3 separate regions of the Danio rerio genome follow, and all the other regions are linked to region 1. Evidence: chromatin contacts called from public HiCAR-type and HiChIP or PLAC-seq data. All regions are on one chromosome and are shown on one strand. Each heading gives the region's core, a stretch centred on a gene start, on an enhancer-like site or on the middle of the called end of the contact. The rest is flanking DNA. Distances are from core to core; before and after follow the strand shown.

Region 1 (4,798 bases), core at 1,904-4,403:
ATAATGTTCAATGAAGATATTCCGTCAATTTCATTGTGTAAATATATCAAAACTTAATTTTTAATTAGTAAATTGCTTCGTTTGATTCTTAATCTGGACAATTTAGATGCATAGATACTTTATTCATCCCAAAGGGAAATTGATAAATTTAAAAAGTTCTACATCAATATTAACATTTTTTGAGCCCTCAGATTCCAGTTTATCAAATAATTGTATCTGAGACAAGTCCATCCAAACAAACATAGGAAAATATACTGAAGCTTTCAGATTAAGTAAAATTAAAAAAAAAAAAAAAAGTAGCCTTATTGGTTGGTTTTGTGGTCCAGGATATCATGTACATGTGTTGAGAAAAATACATGTACAGATAATATTCGTACATTAGGTTCTTTAAATTGTATCTGGTTTAATATTGTTTGTTTTAAATATATAGTGTCCGGTCTCTAATTTCTCCTACTTGTAAGATAAGGCCTAAAACTTCAGGAGATTCACAAGTCAAAATGACCACTAGTCTTGTGTCAAAAGCTATTGTATACACTACAGGTTTATTGCATATATTGTAAACAGAGCTTAGTGTGCTGTATATTGTCTATATACTGTGTATACAATGAGCACCTGCAGTGTTGGAAATTAACTTTATAAAAGAGCAATATTTGCACCAGGATTTATTTTTCTGATGATTATTTTTAGCCGAATAGCCCCATGTTTGTTTTCCCACTAAAAACATCTAATCCTCCATTTATTTAAAAATCCAGTAATTAAATCCACGCCATGTTCAAACATTGTTAACACTATTAAAACTTGATTTGTATACATTGCAATGAGCTAAGATTACTTAATTTCTCTATTGAAATCAATTTAAAATTTGCAGTTTTAAAGGTTATGTTTTACTTTCATGTACTTAATCAAGAATAAAATAATACATTGCCTTAACAGACAACTCGGAGCTAATGTCTGTAAAGGCACTAAATCCATAGGCCTAGAAGGGAGTGTTAAATAAAACATTAATATGGAGTCTGCTGGGAGACCTTTTTTTTGTCCCCATATTTTAAATATTTAATATATTTACTCGTTCTGCACTATGGCTCCAGGAGCCACTGCATTTCATGCCCCATTCGGTGGCAGAAGAAAAGACTGGAATTTTTTGTGATCCATTTCTAAATGCATGCTTCACATAATGGATTTATTTAGTAAGAGCATGGTAATAATTGCAATTTACCAAAACTGACTATCATGGTATTCCTCTCCATTTATAATGAGGTATGTTTGCGAATTTAGCATGTTCAATTCAGATAGGAAAGCCAGCGTCGACTAGTGCTAATAATAGGGTGATTTGTCTTTGTCTTGAAAATTTATGTTGAATTAATTATTAATTGATGAACACGATGGTTTTGTTTTGCATATGATGGATTGCCAATACACAGTTAACAACTAAAACTCACTGCTGGATAACATAACCATATAGCTTACGGGTTGCAGCTAGTGAACTTCAATACATCTTCATTAAGCAAATAGGTGTATCATGAGTTACAAATTTAAATACCATGGTTAAACTACATTGTAGCAAAGCATGGTTAATTTGTGGTTACCATAATTTAACTAAATAAAAGTAGCTTTTTATTGGTTGAAAACCTATACTGTAGAAATTACATTTCAAAATATAAACAAAATTTACTAAAACATAAATTCAGGTAATCTGTGATACTTTTTCGATTTGGACTTCAGCTCTCTTTTTCAATGTCTAACTAATTAGAACCACAAATTAGACTGTTTGGAAATCCCTAAGATGTTTCCTAACCAAGAAAGCATTATATAAACATTATCGAGAAAATCAATCCATGCCACACCTATTAGTATTTTTTAAGACAGGTCACTTCGTAATCTAGCACATGAAAAAGGCTGGAGTTTTCATGGCCTTAAAAAGTATATACTTGCCATATTTATGCATGCTAAACACAATTTTAACATTTTTTTTTGTGAGTGATTGTGTGTTTAAGTATGAAATAGAGACTGAGTGTGTGGGCAGTATGAGTGTGTGTGCGTAAGTGTGGGTGTGGGTGTTTATTCATTTGTTTCAAAAACACAGATTTCTTTACAATTTAAAATGGCATCTTTGGATATATTTTCTTCTGGAGATACTGCTGTCCTAAAAACAAACAAAAAAATGTAAATAAAAAAAAAATTGACACATACCTTATGAGCGTTATTACAGAACATTTTGGCGCATTTAAAACCTCGACTTTTCCAATCCTCGGTATACCTTGAAAACGGTTATTCTTCCACGCCTAGTAAGGTGTGTGTGTGTGTGTGTGTGTGTGTGTGTGTGTGTGTGTGTGTGTGTGTGTGTGTGTGTGTGTGTGTGTACACAAACATTGTAGCCTATATTCCATCTTTGTTGTCATTAAACTTATAAAGTCTCTCAATGCATATTTTCCCAATCGAAGGCTGTCCAAGATAAGCCAAATCATGTTGCAAATATGATTGATAAGGAGGAACAAAAAAAATGTTCGAAAGAAAAAAAAATCTAAAAGCTTCATATATATTTTGTTTCTTGAACAGATCACAAACATAATTTAACAACAATTGCGAACATTGTCTTATTTATTATGACAGCTTCATGTCCTTTACATTAATCTCAGAATCCTGTCACTGACCTGATCATCCAATTTTGATGAGAGCGAATTCCTAATTGTCAAGTGCCCTGCCTTGATTTTGTATGTTTAGCTTGTAAAATACATATTTGCCAAATTATTTACTAATAAAACACTAGTAAGGAACAAGGGGGAAATGCCACTACATAAATATTTGTACTACGTCTTTTATCCTCACCCACGGTTAATATAAAGTAGGCCTATATTTAACAGATGAGGTAGACAACAAGGACAAATTTTTTTTTAATTAACCAAAATGTTAGTTTCGTTATGTTAATGTCCATCTTCCACAGGGCGTAATAAAATAAACGGTTTCATCAAGAAAGAGAAAGCGAGAGAGATGCTCGTTGGCAAACTATCACCAGGAAATCGCGTTCGCGCCATTTCGTTCGGCTTCGGCGTCACTTCGTTTATATCCGTCACCACTCGGCTATTTCCGGCCCACTCTCGGTCGCTTTCGCCCAGTGCAGTGGGGTTGATGATCGGATTTTCGTCTCGTTCTCTGTGTTGTTGTTCTCGGTGACGCGACGGAGGTGTAGCCTGACGCGGTCTCTTACGTGTCGGCCTGAATAAAAGTGGAGCTCCGAGGGCTCGAGAGTGACGGAAGGAGTCTGTATCGGTAAGAGGAGACAAGTGTCCGGAGGGAAAGGGCTCGTCCAGAATGGCATAAGAGTCTGGTTTGGGTTCGGCCCGTTGGAAACAAAGAGATCATGGCGGCTGTAGTTGTTGCATGGAGAGGGAGGGGAGGCAAAACGGGAGACCAACTCAAACCCAGGGTGGGAAATCTTGATGCATGGTTGATCGTTTAAAATGCAAAGAAATATGGATGCACAACACCCCTGGTTTTCTTTATGCATCTGTACAGATCATATATGTGGGTTTTCCCCTTTCTTGTTAAATTGTTTCACGCCCTGGTTTCAAAAATGTGTGCTGCTAGGTGAATTCAGGATGTAATACTCTTAACGTTATATCATTCAGCAATGATTTAATCTTCTCTAATATCGTTGATTCATTGTGCGATTTATTGGACACGCCCTGATTATATTGCAGTCCTCCTGGGCTGAGTTATTATTGAAGTTTCATTATGCACGTTTTTAAACGAGCACCCTAAAGCAAATAACGTTAGATGTGGTTATATAAAAGTATAGCAAACTTTTTAATATCTGAACATTTCAGATGGCTAATAAAGAAATGCTAAATTGTTGCATGTTTTACATTAAGTTGCACCAGCCGATTTCAATACATGCTATTTAGATGATGCATGTTAAAGCATTTCTTCTGGTTTGCCAACAGTGTTTTTGAAATAACTAAACCGCGTTATTTTTTTGTTTTTTTTTTACATCAGTAGGTTTAATTTTAGATGCATGCTCGTTTTTAGATGTCAAGATTTACGAATGTACAGCAGCTACACGTTTCCGTGAATAATCTGTCTGGCAGAAAATAGGATTTGAAAAGTAGAGGGAGAACTATGCATGACCAATCAAACCACAGATAGACTATGAGCGTCATGAGATCACATTACTGTCTGTTCACGCTTTCTGCCATGCTGGAGCTCGCTCCCTCTCCTCATCTTTTCTATTTCAAGATTCTGCTATTGGTCTTTGTTTCACACCCAATGAGAATGTACAATACATTACATTTTTGTACATATTTGATCATTAATACACCCACTTAGCATTATTTGATGATTTTTGATATTGTACCATTATATACTTTATGTATTTTATATTTTTCAAAGTTAAGTGTAATCTTACCAGGGATAGAAAAACAATTATACTAATAATAATTTTTGATGTGATATTTGTGTGATAGGTTTTGAGTCTGTTGCTCACATTGCTATTTGTGATGGTACATTTTATTTAGGGAACTGGTGGGACATTGTTGGTATGTTGTTTCATGTGTAAATGTATTAAATAGGATTTACAATCATGATGCAGGTTAGCTCGTGATATATAAAACACTGTCTATTTTACTTTGATATTTGCTTCATTGTGTTTATTTACAACTGTAGGTTGTTTCGTATATGCATATAATAACTTGCATAAATATATTTATACGTCACTCCTCTACAAAATCATCCCAATTAACCTAAAGGCTTTGCAAACTTGAGTCATCTAGTAAAATTGTGTGTGTGTGTATATATATATATA
Region 2 (4,414 bases), core at 1,048-3,547, 380 kb before region 1:
CATTGTCTAATGACTGCTAGTTGACATGTTGCGAAGCTAAATAGTTCAACTAAATGTGTAGTATACAAAAAGCATGCATACTAAAGCTTACAATAAAATTAAAAGAACTTCACCTTCCATTTAGTGAGTAATAAATGAAACTAAAGTGACAGACACAATTTTAAAGACCTTGGCTTTAAATCTTCTAAATAAGAATATTTAATCTGACTAAATCTTTTTGAAATGTGATTATAGATGGAAAATAATAAATGGATGGCAAGTAAATAATAAAAACTGCAAGCCATTTCTTTTCGGCTTAGTCCCTTTATTAATCTAGGGTCGCCACAGCGGAATGAACCGCCAACTTATCCAGCACGTTTTAAGCAGCGGATGCCCTTTCAGCTGCAACCCATTACTGGGAAACACCCATATACTCTCATTTACACACATACACAATGGACAATTTAGCTTACTCAATTTACCTATATACCGCATGTCTTTGGACTGTGGGGGAAACCGGAGCACCCAGAGGAAACCCACGTGAACACAGGGAGAACATGCAAACCCCACACAGAAATGCCAACTGACCCAGCTGAGGCTCGAACCAGCGACCTTCTTGCTGTGAAGCGACAGCACTACCTACTGCACCATCGCATCACACCGCAAGCTATTATCTGAAAACAATATTAATATACTATAATAAATAAATACACATTTGTTGTATACATATTTTCCCCAAGTTAAATGCAGCCTAATTGAAGTTACTTAACTTTAATTAGTAAGGTGGTATTGGGGAAAGTGACTTTTGAAAGTAGTGCATTACAATATTGAGTTACTCCCACAAAAAAGTAACTAATTGTCTTCCTTTTTATGCAAAGTATGTGTTATATTACTTTTGAAGTACTTTTCCTTACCTAGCTGAGGTTTGATCTCTTTCAGAACTTGTTGCTGTTTTTTCAACTTTTTTTATAGAGAAGCGTTGCACTTAATAGCCACCTATATAACCTACAGCTTAATTTTCCTTTAAAAATGTAGGATAAAATTATATTTTGAGAACTTTCTAAGCCCAGAGCTATACATGGTGTATATAGATTATAAAGAAAGGTTTTTGCTACTTTTGAATGTCTTGTGTTATTCAGTAAATTCACTGTCCATTGAGCTAAAGATTGCAATAAAGTCTAAGGGCATACTCACACTATGCTATCCAAACCGTGGCCAGGCCTGTTTCCCGGATCGTTTGAGAAGTGTGAGCGCTCTGAATCGGGCACGGTTCACTTGGGCTTTGGCACGGTACACTTGTGTGAGTGCAAAGCACACCTAAACCCTCACTAAGAGAAACTGGAGCACCTGGAGGAAACCCATGCAAACGCTGGGAAAACATGCAAACTCCACACAGAAATGCCAACTGACCTAGCCGAGGCTTGAACCAGCGACCTTCTATCTGTGAGGCGACAGCACTGTGAATGAGAGTGTGTTAGTGTATCCCAGAGATGGGTTGCGGCTGGAAGGGCATCCGCTGCATAAAACATATGCTGGATAAGTTGGCGGTTCATTCTGCTGTGGCAATCCCTGATTATTAAAGAGACAAAGCCGTAAAGAAAATGATTGAATAAACATACATTAAAAGCACTACAGTGAGTCTGAACACATATTTTGTCCTTACAAAACCTGAGCTCACATCCTGAAGTCACACATACTGACACTAGATATTAACATAGATATTTATTAAACCATAATGGAGCTATTTTAACTAATTAGAGCCAAAATGAGAGGTGTGTGAGACTGATTATGATGAGCGTAACCAAGTCTACTGTTAATATTGCTTTCCTCAATTTTAGTTTGCTCTATTACGAATTCTCTTGCGGCGACAAAGGTTCATTCATTGCACAGATAAAGCGCTGGACAGAAAATCCTGTGCTAATTTTAGAGTCACCCCTCATCTTCCACATTTGCACTTTAATTTTAATTTAATGAGTTCACTTCCCTCTTTATCCAGCCCTTATGAAAAATATTTGCATATGGTCATCAATTATTTCAAATGTGCCTCAGTTCTGATAATCTTTGAGAGGGATTTTGCATACACGTTACATATAAAACTGATGTGAATACTGTACTTGTACTTTTTCACAGCTTCAAAATTAAACAATTTAAACACCTCTTGTCCCCAAAGTAATGTAATATTTAGTTGTGGCTATACCACATTAGTAAAGCAGTGTTTTACAAAATAACCAAAGCCATTCGTCAACCCCTGTAAAAAAGGTTACAACCGTCAGAGATTAGTAGGAGATGTAGAAGCTTTAAATTACTTCAGCACATCTACAGCAACAGGACATCACTAGTCTCTCACAGAACATCATCTGTCTCTCACAGGACACTAGTCTCTCAGGACATCACTTGTCTCTCACAGGACATCATTCTCTTACAGGACACTAGTCTCTCACAAGACATCACTAGTATCTCACAGAACATCATCTTTTTCTCACAGGACACTACTCTCTCACAGAATATCATCAGTTTCTCACAGGACACTAGTCTCTCCCAGAACATCATCGGTCTCTCACAGGACATCACTAGCCTTTCAAACAGAAGTGTTGTAAGTGGTGGGAAAGGGTGCACAGAGCAATGGCAAGTTAGGAGCCCTGAGGTGGGCTCTTTATGTCGCCAGCTCTTTTTTAGTCTCTTCTACAATTTGCTGACTGTAGTGGTTATCTTAGCCATAACTTTGTTGCCAATGATTTTGCAGAGATTTATTCAGGTTTAGCTCAGGATCCTGGCTGGCCATTTCATAATTTTTGGCCAAATCATAATTTCATAATGTTGTCAGCCTTAAGGAACTGCTTTTATTGGGTGATGAATCAGGGAAGGAACAAAAAGTTGCTGAAGTAGCTTCTAATAAAATTTTTCATTCTCTTTGCCATGTATCTGTATAAATGGCCCAACTCCTGCTGCAAAAAAAAAAAAAAAAAAAAAAACACCCCTAAAACATTACACCTTTCACTTTTACACACTTTGGCTCTGTCCCCAATTTGACAATGTTTTCCCCATAGGATCTAAATAAATGAAAACAAGTCTTTTCCTTATTTCTGTCGATGAGAGGTTTAATCAGAGTGAACTTTCGGTCAAAATTCTCTTAAATACGGAGATTCTGTATGCTAGATCCTTACCCTGTCCAGAACTAAACCTGCAAGCAATTCCAGCTGCAGTGCTGAACCAATTTCCCATAGGGTTTATGCAGAAGGACTTTTAATTTTGCAGTAACCTGTCAAACGATTGGCACGTTTCAGGAATGTTATTTTAAAGAACAATAATCTCCACTGCCTGATTGATATACAATATAAAGGGGGTCTCAGATTGCACAATAATCACTGCATTAAATGACATTTTCCCACAACGTGTCTTTATTTATTTCATTTCAGTATTTTCAATGGAGTTTCTGCTCTAGCCTGTTAATTTTGGAGGGCATGTGCATGTAAACAGCTTTTCATCAACAACTAAATGAATGCTGAAGTCTATTTAACTGATTATATTTTAATTACATTACAACATTTATGCTGTAAAAGGAACCGTATAAAATTTAAAAAGGTCATATTGACCCTTCATTGGAAGTTATGCAGAATCGGTATGGAAAGAAATTGAGATTCTCAGCATTATCCTGTCTTCTCCCACATTTGTAATTAATTAATCCCACATTAGCTAGAATGCTCCACAATTTGTTTATGTTAAACTGCTTTCACACAATCTAGATCGTAAGAAGCGCTATAGAAATAAAAATGAAATATAAAATTACAGATTTGTTACAACAAACATTTTGTGCTACTGTATGGCTGAAAGGATCATCCCTTTGGGCTTCATGGACAACCTACTGTCACAAGGCTTTTGTCACTGGAGCAGCTCACTATCTTATCAAAGTCAGTAGCTATGTTTCCATCCGAAAATGTGAATTAAATAATTTGCATAACTGGAATATCACATATAAGACATGTGACTAAAGCAGCATTTCCATAAAAGTAGTCAAAGAGAACAAAATTGTCACTTCCTCATTAACTGGTGCCAAATATCAAAAGTAAAAACAGAATTTAGGAGATGCTATTAAATAACTTGTGCCTTAGAAGCAGTATGCCGACACGCAATGAACGTGTGGTGGCATTTTAAAGTATCAGACGCAGATGCTGTTGACAAGTCTGGAGGTCATTAATAATATTATAACACTGGCATTTTAGAATGACCGAAACAGCATTTTAGATGTTTTATGATGTGCTCAGCCTGGTGGTTTGCCCATTCACACACATTTTTATCATCACATGATCTCTTATAACAATATCACATGACTATTTTAATGCACATACTGGAATTTGTTTGGTAAAAGTGTTTCCATCGTAGTTTATGCACATCTTTTCTTATAAAATAAAAGTTTATCCTACTCAGTTATGCACGT
Region 3 (4,592 bases), core at 226-2,725, 410 kb before region 1:
TGAATATTATATTTGAGACAATTTAAAAGATCAAATGTAAATTACTTAAGTAAAAATGTTCCGTTAACTCTAGTTTAATTCTGTTAAACTAGAATTACTGAAATGAAAACGACTGTAAGAAAAAAAAAACATTAATGAAGCGAAAATGTACAGCAAAAAAAAAATAATAATAATAATAAATAACTATTTAAAATATGCAAAACTATAAATCTTTGCTTGAGGGCACTTAAGTCAATTTTTTTATTTTAAGATGAACTATCCCTTCAAAAAAAAAAAAAAAACACCACATTCTTTTCAAGAATTAAAGCAACTTTAAAATTGTAATAATTAACGTTAATTATTAAATTAATGTCATCGTTAGGATGGGTCGAAGAATGTTTATTATCAAAAGCACAAGAATTATTATAATTATTAATGTAAATTAAGTTTAGCCCTATTATTTTACCAAGATGCATAACATGTAGATTATTTAACTATATAATGTAGGCGATTCATATTTTGGAAGGGCCTTAATAAACGTACTGATTCAGCTGTCGTGCACACAAAACCTCGAACAAAACCTCGCGGCTGATCTTACCTTTTTGTCCAGATACTGAAGAATAAGCTCCTTCAGCTCATCCGGTGGTGCGAATCGATATTGTTGATAGAGGGAGGCATGTTGTTTCTCTTCAAACATTCGTTCAGTCATTTTTCTTTAACGGCAAGTCTTTAGACGAACATTCAGAGTAAAGTTAATTCTGCACTTCTGCAGAGTTAATTATTACTGGATACTGAAGAGGCGAAACACGAATACGAGTTCATGTCAAATGGGTGGGAACAAAACGACTGCTAAGTCATGGTTTTGGTCATAATCGAGAATGACGTGGGTAGGTGGCTTAAGCTATTCTGAATAGCATACTACAGTACTACCCCATACTACTACTACTTCTGTCGTGCAGTATAACAATACAGTAGGCGTTTCAAGAGTCGATTCATTTACGTTGTAGTTAATGTTCATGCGAATCGTTTCTTTAGATTTGTCCGTTTACAGACAGACGTATGTCACTTCATCAACGCTGCTCTCTGAAGAGACTCGGGCATCCACTGGGCAAAGTTATTAAACAACAAAATATGAACTGTAATAAGATTTGCAGTTACGGAAGTCGCCATATTTTATGTTTACTTTTCCCAGTGTCATTCACGAGTTGTCGCGAGAGTTCAAAACGTTTTTTTTATTGCATATTATTTTACTTTTTTTACTACCATAATTCAGTTTAAATAGTCTCGTTTGACGTTTTTATTTTCATTCACTGTTTGTGAAATTAAAGTGGGAAGCTACTTGTTTTTTTACGCTAACGTTACATGTGTTTTTTATGATGGTGAAATAAAACAAATATAAAACAAACCGTTTGTTCAGAATGAAAATACCTTCATGCACTTGAGTATAATATGTTGTAAAAAAATGTTAAAACGTTTTTTTTTTTTTTTCAAGTAGGTCGCGCAATAAAACATACTTTTTTCTTGTTGAAACATAGCCAGCAGAGGGCAGTATTTACACATTTTTAGCCCTTTATAACACAAAATAGATCCAAATTAATCCCCAGGAATCATACATTCGTACAATGTTAAAAAAAATAAATCGACCAAACAACTTCCATATGATAAAAAAAGTCTATATACATGAATGAATAAATTAAAATAGATAAATGCATTTAATCCGTACATACAGGGGCGGATTTAGTGATTTGGGAGCCCTAAGCAATTCTAGCCCTGCAAGTGTGAAGAAAAAACACAATGAGACATTTAAAAGACACAAACATAACTGTGATCTTACTTAATCTAAGTTTAACTTTGCTATGTGAAATGTTTTATGTGCCATTTTCAGTTAATCTGTTTTCAAATATAAAATGATGCTGCTGATAAATACCTTATCTTAAGCAAATAGTCTACAATGTCAGTACTGTATGTTGTGTTTAACATCTGTCTTGATTATTAAAAGCATTCATTTATTCATTCATTTCCTTTTCGGCTTAATCCCTTTTAAAAACATTACAGTATATACTTGTAATAAATAGATATTTCAGTAGATGCAGTCATTCAAAAATTATATAATTGTAAATTTGCACATCATTGTTTCAAAACACGTTTCCTCTTTGCAAGAAAAGCTAACACACTTGTGTCCATCTTTTTAAAAAAAGAAGAAAGGAAAATATATTTTTTACTTCCTCTTTCTCTGCACTTCCTCTTTCTAAAAAAGACAGAAAACACCATGTACTTCACAATTTTGATATTAATGTTTTTAAGTGGATTTTGTTACAGCTCTCAACTAGGTGAGTGTTACTAACCAGATTCTAAATAAACAATATTTATTTTCTTAATTTTGTATTATTTTACTGATTAGTGGGTGTATTCTGTCTGTAAACTGAGGTATGGTTAGCTACAGGAAAATCTGAGTTATCTAAACCAGAACATTTAACTTTAACAATGCTCCGTGCTTTAATTAGATTTTTGATTTGCTGTACATAAATCTAGCCAGATTACTGCAATATTTATTTTTAAATGAACATTTTATATGGAAACAACAATCATGCCAGTACTGTAAATGTCACTGATTAATCCAAACCAACCACCAAAATAACAATTTTAATCTTTCATCAGTCAGTTGCTGTAATAATTCAATATACTGTACTTTCTAATAGTTTTTTTTAACCAATACAGTGTATCTACCAAGGCAAGCAGTCAAGACCAAAGATGAAGGTTGATTAAGTTTTTTCTTTCTACTGTAATATTGTATCTATTTATAAAACAAAAAATATATATTTGTGTGTATGTGTGTTTGTGTGTGTGCGCGCGCATGCATGTGTCTGTTTATCCTAATGCTTAGAAAGGCTGATAAATACAAAATGTATTTGTGCAAAGTCCTCAGCTAATTTACTTGGTGTGTTTGGATTTTGTTCAGCAAGGTTTGATGTTGAACTGTTAAAACTAATTGTTTTTCATATAAAGAATTTACATCAGTTCAAAGTGTTCTGATAAAATAATAAAAACAATAATATCACTTTTCATTATTTTAAATGTAATAAAGTTTTATACAATTTCTCATTGTTGGTTTTATTTCATTTCTCTAAAGTCTCTCCTGGCTCTGATGTGTGTTTGCGCTGTGATGTCTCTCTTCTGTCTGAATTCTCAACACTGCAGTGGACAAAAGAAGGAAAACCAACATCCAACACGACTCTGATATACAACAACTCTGCCTACATCATCTTACACACAGCAGATGAACACAATACAGGCGAATATTACTGCCGACTGAATAAAGATGGAAAAATACAAACTATTACAAATCACACGCTTACTGTCAAAACACGTAAATATTCTTTTTTGTAGTATGACTAAATAATAATATTCTTTCATGTTTTTGTGTTTCCACTCCCATATTTTCCATAAAAATTCTGTAATTTATTTGAATAATATTATTTAATATTATTATTAAATATATTGTATTATTAAGTATATTATTTAAATAATATATTATTAAATAATATTTTATATTATTAAAATAATAACAAATATTTATGTACAAAAATTGACCAAGTTGCTTATTTTCTTTACAGATTCATATAATGGAAACGTTAAGACAAATAAATCTATTTATAGAGAAAGCTCCAGCAAACGTGATGTATCACTGATCTGCAAGACTAACAACAATAACTATGACAGCTGGAGGTGGACGTGGGAGAAGAGACCTAATTCACAGATTGATCTAATAACTGTTAAAAAAGGAGGAAAAGTTGAAGTTAAAGGACCAATTAAACCAGGAAGATTTTCTTCAACCACATACAACAGTCAAGCTTTTACCTTTCACATCTCACCTGTCCTCTACAACTATAGTGGCACGTACAGGTGCATTACAGAAACTACCATCTACACAACCACAATACTACACACCATCAGAGGTATATATGTTTTTGTCAACATTTTTAATTGAGATCGTAAAAGGAATACAGTTTAAATTTGAAGAGATAGCACATGATAATACAAGGAATGAGCCTAACAGGAATGAAAGAACATTCATTGTATACTGCACATTTAAATGATTTAACAAATGTTTATTTTTATAGTTAAAAAAAAAATTGTTATTCCCATTAAAAGAAATCACCTCATCAAGCGGGCGAGGCAGTCGCGCAGTAGGTAGTGCTGTCGCCTCACAGCAAGAAGGTCGCTGGGTCGCTGGTTCGAACCTCGGCTCAGTTGGTGTTTCTGTGTGGAGTTTGCATGTTCTCCCTGCATTCGCGTGGGTTTCCTCCGGGTGCTCCGGTTTCCAGTTTTGTATGAGTGTGTGTGTGGATGTTTCCTAGAGATGGGTTGCGGCTGGAAGGGCATCCGCTGCGTAAAAACTTGCTGGATAAGTTGGCGGTTCATTCCACTGCGGCGACCCCTGATTAAAAAAGGCACTAAGCCGACAAGAAAATGATTGAATGACCTCATCAAGCATTCTACACTTTACTTTCTCTCGTTGTTTTATGTGCAGTGTCAGTAGAGCCCCCTGGTGGTGTGTTGAGGAGTCAGTCTGTGCTTCTCACTTGTGAGCTTTCTGAAGTGACTGAATCCGT

Evidence for each region. HiCAR-type assays count read pairs that join an accessible place to other places. HiChIP or PLAC-seq counts read pairs in DNA pulled down with a chosen protein or histone mark.
Region 2: an H3K4me3 HiChIP or PLAC-seq map of embryo shows a contact between it and region 1, with 7 times the contacts expected there. The contact joins the enhancer-like site here to the promoter of creb1b in region 1. A contact is called at or near these places in 4 of 18 Hi-C or Micro-C datasets (caudal fin, embryo and hematopoietic stem cells) and 3 of 4 datasets of contacts at active chromatin or transcription factors (caudal fin, embryo and pancreas).
Region 3: a HiCAR-type map of caudal fin shows a contact between it and region 1, with 7 times the contacts expected there. The contact joins the promoter of LOC100537744 here to the promoter of creb1b in region 1. A contact is called at or near these places in 7 of 18 Hi-C or Micro-C datasets (caudal fin, embryo, fibroblasts and 2 more) and 2 of 4 datasets of contacts at active chromatin or transcription factors (caudal fin and gastrula embryo).

The regions. Positions count from the first base shown.
Region 1 is chr9:29,946,869-29,951,666 of GRCz12tu, reverse strand. creb1b (cAMP responsive element binding protein 1b) reads left to right here and starts at 3,153. Exons shown (of 7, transcript NM_001017818.1): 1 at 3,153-3,267.
Region 2 is chr9:30,330,869-30,335,282 of GRCz12tu, reverse strand. The region is part of intron 2 of LOC141376146 (a long non-coding RNA gene); the gene reads right to left. Among named protein-coding and RNA genes, the nearest start is that of zgc:162396, 27 kb to the left of the region's middle. Within about 2 kb of position 2,297, at least 4 of the 62 cell types and tissues checked have an H3K27ac peak or open chromatin away from gene starts, as enhancers often do.
Region 3 is chr9:30,356,791-30,361,382 of GRCz12tu, reverse strand. It overlaps LOC100537744, which reads left to right and starts at 1,475. Exons shown (of 8, transcript XM_073912777.1): 1 at 1,475-2,309; 2 at 3,110-3,346; 3 at 3,594-3,935; 4 at 4,511-4,592. The coding sequence starts at 2,249. It overlaps zgc:162396, which reads right to left and starts at 816. Exons shown (of 6, transcript NM_001044782.2): 1 at 578-816. The coding sequence starts at 688.